Linked DNA regions of Arachis hypogaea: region 1 is linked to region 2. Evidence: chromatin contacts called from public Hi-C data. All regions are on one chromosome and are shown on one strand. The core of a region is the stretch at or near the end of the contact, and the rest is flanking DNA. Distances in the headings are between cores, read along the strand shown. Region 1 holds the start of LOC112771823 (anaphase-promoting complex subunit 6). Region 2 has its middle 13 kb from the start of LOC112772380.

The links. A called contact is a pair of places that touch in the nucleus more often than the background predicts.
Region 1: a contact with region 2 is called in a Hi-C map of leaf, with 2.3 times the contacts expected there. The contact joins the promoter of LOC112771823 here to the enhancer-like site in region 2. A contact is called at or near these places in 2 of 8 Hi-C or Micro-C datasets (both in leaf).

Annotation. Positions count from the first base shown.
Region 1 is chr18:35,234,063-35,237,409 of arahy.Tifrunner.gnm2.J5K5, reverse strand. LOC112771823 (anaphase-promoting complex subunit 6) reads right to left here and starts at 2,084. Exons shown (of 18, transcript XM_029295181.2): 1 at 1,806-2,084; 2 at 1,185-1,290; 3 at 207-601. The coding sequence starts at 452.
Region 2 is chr18:35,150,944-35,154,729 of arahy.Tifrunner.gnm2.J5K5, reverse strand. No RefSeq gene overlaps it. Among protein-coding and RNA genes, the nearest start is that of LOC112772380, 13 kb to the right of the region's middle. Within about 2 kb of position 2,084, at least 1 of the 3 cell types and tissues checked has open chromatin away from gene starts, as enhancers often do.

The DNA of each region.
Region 1 (3,347 bases), core at 835-3,334, 83 kb before region 2:
AACTATCAATCCAAACTATCTATTGCCACATGTGCAAAAATATTCAACTTCACACTCACTGCTTCAAAAAGTCTCATATATAGAGGTAGAAGATATCATTACATAATTATACAAACCCCTTTATAATGATGGTATGTCATAAATCATAAATCACAAATAGTCTGTAATTTCATTAAATAGGCGATTTTGGAGGAGAGATAGTTTACAAGGCACTTGGCGGCGAGGTATCGGAATTGGAGATCACGGAGGACAATCTTGGAGGCATTAAGGAGGTGGAAGGCGCGGCGGTAGTGACGGCCAAGGAAGAGCGCCTGTGCCTGCATGTAGATATCAGCAGGGTCATTGGTGAAAGCAGCCACCTTGTCAGCGAAGAAGATGGCCGACGTATAAAGGTGCTTGGTCACACAGTCCCTCACTACTCCACGAAGCCTTTCAATCTCTTCCTCCCTCATTCTTCCAACTATTTGATTCAAATCAATTAGGGTTTGGTATTCACTTTAGCAAAATGAGTGCAACAGAGAGTGTGCTACGTATGTGAAATTGAAATTTGAGGGGGAGCTAAGCTCTTTTCCACTCTTTTGGTATCTATGCTACTCAAAACCTGCATTTGATTGTTAAAGAAATTAAATTTTGATTGCCAATTTAAACATGATATTAAAAGAAAAAAAATTATAAACAATGTTCAAAACAGTAAATACAGAAAGTAACATTTCAAAGAAAGATAACAAGTATATCAATACTCAATACTCTTAATTGTTATTATCCTATTCCGCAACATATGCAAGCTATAATGTACAAATACTTCGTTTCTTCTCAAATATCTGTACCATAGGCGTATCTGCATCATATACTATTAAATTAAACTTCCTAATTGTGACTATAGTTTTGATAAAATGGCCATATTTACATATTCCTATTTGTGCAAAACGGAAGGCCAGACTAGCTAGCATTAATTCTCTTACAAGAAACTAGTATAACTTGGAAAACAACAATGATAAAGCAATGAAGAGATTCTATTAGTTCCTAATAAACAAAACAATTAGATCAAAACTAAGGGTGAATTTTCAGTATTAAGGAATCAACTGTGTCCCTTGAATCTCCAATTCAATTATACCAGTAATCCAAAGAGTTGACTTACTATACAATGAATGAGTGCAGAAATAGAAGGAAAGATGAAGAGGTACCAGAGGGCAGAAAAAGAGTTAGTTTTCTTGTTCCTGCGAGTGTGAGCATGCGCTGACGCTGCGGAAATCCTTTTGCTGGTTCAGATTGCCATTTTCCTTCTCAGTTCTGATAAAGAACATTGACAATTGAGAAAGATTATCAACACAACGCGAGTGAAGAGTGAACATTGACAATTGAGAAAGATGATCAACACAGCAGAGCCACAAAACACACAACAGCACACCAAAACCCACAGCAGCAGCAGCACAGCCAGAAAATTAATAGCAGCACAAAATTAATACTACCAACAGCATTCAGCATTCAGCAACAAACAACATTTGATTTGATTTCCGTTTTTAGCATTCAGCAACAAACATTACAAAACAGCAACAAGTAATCCCTAATCACACTAAACCTGAAATCAATAAAGCTAAACAAAAATTTCAATAATGATTTAATTTCCATTTTTAACAGTAGCAAGAAAATTTCAACAAAAATTTCAGGAATTTAAAAAAGAGCAGCAGCACAAAATCAATTATTTGATTTTCCATTAATCCATTCACAATTTCACATTCAAAAATCAGCAAACAGAGCATAAAAGGAAGAGAAGAACCCGAAGAAGTGAAAGCAGTGCTACTAACCTTCTACGGAGACACGGACGGCGACCGGCGAGACGACGGCGACCGGCGACACGGCGGCGAGCTGCTCCAAGTTCGAGAGAAGCCAGGGAGGACGGGGACAGGGGGAAGGAGGACGCCGAGCTACAAGAGAGGGCCTGGGCTACAAGAGAGGACGCGGAGGCGCCGACAGCACGGACGGCGGCGGCACTGCGGCAGAACCTAGGGTTTTGGTTGGGTGATTTTGAATTTTGATTCAGGTTCAGACGGATAGTGAGTGAGGGGAAGGGGGGATGAGTGAGTGAGGGCTAACGTTGGGTTTTTTCTTTTTAAATAACGAAAACGACGCCGTTTCACAAGAACCGGTCGGTTCCCGGTCCGATCCAACCGACCGGTTCAGAGGAACATTGAGAGAGAGAGCGGGAAAAGAGAGGTACGCATACGCTAACGCTATGGTATTGGTATCAAATCAATGCATCGCTAGGGTTAAAAAAAAAAACAACATGAAATATAATTTAAATTTAAATTATTTATAGTATGATACCCTGAAATATTTCGATTTTGCCAACTAACTTGCCAAACCAAACCAATAATCAAACAATGGACAAAAGTTAGGAGTGGAATATCTACTAATTATTAAGCTGAGAAAAAGTAATTTTTAATATTTTTAAAAAAATAATTATACATAAATTATACGAGAGTAGATTGGTATCCAATTTTTTTAAATATTTTTTATTAAGGATAATCTATTAGAAATAATTATTTTGTTATTTTCATGACTTGAGCCTAAAACTTTTTATGTAAGTTGAAAAAGCTTTTCATGTCAAGTTAATTCTATTATTATTTTTTTAGCATATATTTGATATACTTGTTAAGCTAATTGTAATATTGTACCTATAATATTAAAATTGGACCAAATTGATTGCTTCGATTATAAAATCGATGAATAAGTAATCTAACTAAGGCTCAAATCAAGTGGATAAGGTTTGGATTATTCAATTTTAAATTGAATTGAATGGAAAAGAATTGCCAAATTGAATTGAATTGAATTGAATGGACGCAGGTATTCTGAATTGAATTGAATGAATTGATAATCTATAAATTCTAGACGCAGGTGTTTTAAATTTGATTTTATATATACAATATTTGGTTCATTTAGCATTGTACATTGGTTTCACTTTGACTTATATTTTCAGTTCATTCTATAGGTAGGTGTTCGAATTTGAATTTATATAATGGACAATGTTCGATTCATTTAGTATTATACAATGGCTTTGCTTTAATAATATTTTCGATTTATTCTGTAGTCCAGGTTTGTCGTGGATGAACAATTTGTCCTAAAGGTCGGGATAACTTTCAAGACATTGGAAGAAGCTGGAAAGTTCTACAAAGATTATTCTAAACTTGCCGGTTTTTCTATCAAAATAAGGAACACAATTCGAAAGGGAGATGAGATTAAGAATCAACTAATCGTATGCAGTAGAGAAGGGAAGTGGAAATTCAAGATATCTCCAACTCTGAAGACAAACCCCTCAGTCGAAATAAACTGTCCAGCCAGGATTTACG
Region 2 (3,786 bases), core at 835-3,334:
TAAAATTTTATGTGTTTTATTCATCTATTTTGTCAAACTTAAATATATAAATACAAATATATAAAATATTTATATATTTAGATACACTAACCAAACAAAATCTAAGACAGCAAATAAAACTATATCTTAGAAAAAAAATGTTTTTTTTAATTAATATTTAAATTATTATATTATTTTATGTTAACATTCACATTACTATTCCTAAATTTTAAAACAGATATAGCCTTTACTTCAAACTTAATTAAATATTATCTCACTTTAAAACTTTATTTTACATTATTATTCACTTTTAGATATTTGCATACACATGCAACATTAATCACTTGCTTGAGGTTGGACAATGTAAAATAGACAACCAAATTATATGGACTCTCAATGATTATCCCAATGTGACGAATCTGTTCATACCAATCAAATAGTAGTTATAGTTATATATGGATTGGCTATGAGTCAAATCTAGGATTTTTTTATTTAAATAAATAAAATAAAAGTAATAATTATCGAAATAAATAACTTTAAAAATATTTATTGTTTTGCATTCTTTAGTCATATCTTGTTTACATTGTAAACGAGAGATAAACTTATATCGTTTATATTGTAAATAAGATAGACATATATCTCGTTTACACTGTAAACGAGATATATAGAAGACAATCTCAGCAGCTATAAAAGGATGTATAACTCTTGGTATTCTTCACAAATTTTTCCTATTCTTTTTGTGTCTTATATTTCTCACAAATACAAAGCAGTAATGGCCAGTAATAGTCCATACATAGTAAGGGCAGAGAGGCGCAGTCACAGCTGGCGGCTGGATGCCGATTCTCACAGAGACTCTTGGCCGACATTGAGAAGAACAAAGAAGGGATACCGAAGATGCGTGTCATTCATTGTGATAGGCGGGTCTCTGTGTTTGTTGTGGAGGAGTTAGAGCCGTTCGAGGAAGGGGGGAGGTTCCTTCTGTGTTCGGCTATTGGAAGGTACATGTGATTGTGTCCTATTCCAATCTCTCCACTATTCGTACCGTCAGGCACTTGCCGGGTGCGCCGCAGCTAGCATTGAGTGGGCCCCGTATGTGCATCATATGTACAAACAGGAAGCTGTGTTCAAGGTGTACGAGATGGAGTTTTCCCCTATCTTAGACGAGTCGATGTGGGCGGAGTGGCATGTGACGAGGCTGCGTCCTAACCCAGTCATGCGTCGAAAGGCGACTGGAAGGCCCGTGTCCACCAGATTCTGGAATAACATGGACGAGACCGAGCAACATGAGAAGCGGTGTGGCCTGTGTAGGCAAGTCGGTCATTCAAGAAGGGGATGTCCTAATCAGCCCACGGGAGATGTCTAGGTCGTACTAGGCTTCTATGTTTACTGTAGTTGGCTTGTGTTGTTCTTTTTTTTGTAGTGTGATATTTTATGTTCTAGTAACTTTGGATGTGTAATATTTTAACCTCGAATGAAATATTTTATGATTCAGTGAATTTTTCTTAACTACGGTAGTAAGATATACAGAAATACTCATAAGAAGAACACCATCATAAATAACAATATACACAACTACAGTCCAACTAAAGTACAATCCAACTAAAATCCAAAAGTACATACTTAAGTTTAATCCAACTAAAGTACATACATAAACTTAATGCAACTAAAGTACATACAAAACTATAGTCATCATCTCTGGTGGGGATCCTGGTAGTGGTACATGTGCCCGGTGCCACATGGCGGAGGCTGAGCTTGGCACTGAAGTCGATATGATCGAGGATCTACGCCTAGGCAGTCGGATCCTGGTGAATCTGAGCACGATACGGCTGGAGGGGTCCGGACGGTGGAGCTGTGGCATACTGATGTAACTGAAGCTGAGTCTGGGAATGAGGAGCTGCCGGTGGGTCACCTAAGGTTGGGACTGAGTCAGGTACATTCCATAATCGTGGGAGGGGGTGTCGTGTGCTGGCTACCTGGTCGACGACCTGTCCCGTATGACGAGCCAGAAGCCGGTGAAATCTGGGAAATCCAGGAGGAGGTGTGGGTGGGAGCTGATGGGTGCTGCGAATCCCTGATGCCAACTTCCCTGCCTATGCAGAATGACTCGGCTAACCGATCCATCGTGACGGGCAGGACAGTGTGAATAGGGATGGCAGCAGTTCCCGTACCTGCGGGTACCCGCCCCGCCCCTACCTGGTCGGGGCGGGTTTGAACCCGACCCAGAGCGGGACGGGTCTGAATCGTGGCGGGTTGATGAGCGGGGCGGGGCGGGGTAGGGTTCAGGCTAAACCCGCCCCGGAGTATATATATATATATAACTTTTTAGCAATTAGGGTTAGTTTGGAGAAACCTCAGTTCTCACCGTCACTCACTCAATTAGGGTTAGCAACCTTTTTCTCAGTTCTCACTTCCTCTGTTCCTCAGCTCTTCTCCAAGACCATAGTGAGTCCTCTCATCACTCTCAGTTTCTCTTCACTTCACGTCTTCACCCTCAAAAAGAACAGAGCTCTTCCTGTTTCCCCCAAAAAAACCCTAGCCTCCTCCACCGCCGCCGCCGTCCGTCGCGCCCAAAAGCTTCGTCTGTTCGTCGTGCTCCAGCCCCTCTCCTCGTTCCCATGTTCCTCGTTCGTTCTTCTCGCTGCTCAGTCGCGCTTTGCCCGCCGTCTCTCGTCGTGCTCGTCGCCGTCGTCCGTCGTGCTCATCCCTCGAAGATAATGGCTTCTTGTCCGTCGTGCTCGTCGAAGCTTCTTCGTTTTTTTTATTTTTTTCAGAAATCATATTCAAATACTGAATGATTAGCTTTAGATCTGCGCACTGCTGTAGTTCTTCATTTTTTTATTTTTTGTTCAGAAATCATATTAACAATCCTCAATGCTCACTGCTCACTGGTCAGTGGTCACTCCTCATTCCTCAATGTTCAGAAATCATGTTTTGTTCTTCGTTTTTGAATTTTTAATGGCTACTCTGAGTTTGTTTTGTTCAGAAGTCATTTTTTTGTGCTCAATGCTCATGCTCTTAAGTGTTGCTCTATTTTTGTTCTGATTGATTTTTGACTCTGATTGCATGTCAATTGAACTCTACGCTATGAGAACCGTGTGTTTGTTTATTAAAACTTAAAAGGAGAATGAGACTTGTAATTGAAACAGCTTGTTTGGGTTGAATCACAAACTGTTCTGTTTTCTTTGTTACCAAAATATGCACTTGGAAAAAAGCTTGAAAAATTGAAGTTGTTTTGGCTTCTTTGTTGATTGGTTATAGGTAGAAGTTGTTTTGGCTTCTTTATCATTCTTATGCATTCTGGATTTTGATTTTATTCTGATTTTACAATTGTCATGGTGTTCTAATTGTGGAGAGAATCACAAACTACATACTGTTCTGTTTCTTTGGTTAACAAAATATGCACTTAGTTTGATGTTGATGTTAATTTTGATGTCATTGAGTTCCTTCAGCCTCATCACAATTTACAACTTTTGGAGATTTATGGATACCTTAACTCCACATTCCTAAGATGGATTTCAGATCCTTCATTCAATAATCTTAGCTCAATTACTTTGGAGAAATGTGTCTGTGAACAGTTTCCAAAGTTTGGTGTATTACCTTCTCTAACTTAGTTGGAATAAAGCTTAAAAAATTGAAGTTATTTTGGCTTCTTTAATCAAGGAAATATGCTCATGGTGTTCTGGTGCATTTATGCTTTGAATTATCATTTTTATGCATGTTTAATTTTGATTTTATTCTGATTTTTGTAATTGTGCATTCTTATTTGAGGTTTTTCTTTTTTTCCTTTTTTTTTTAAGGTTGAAAAAT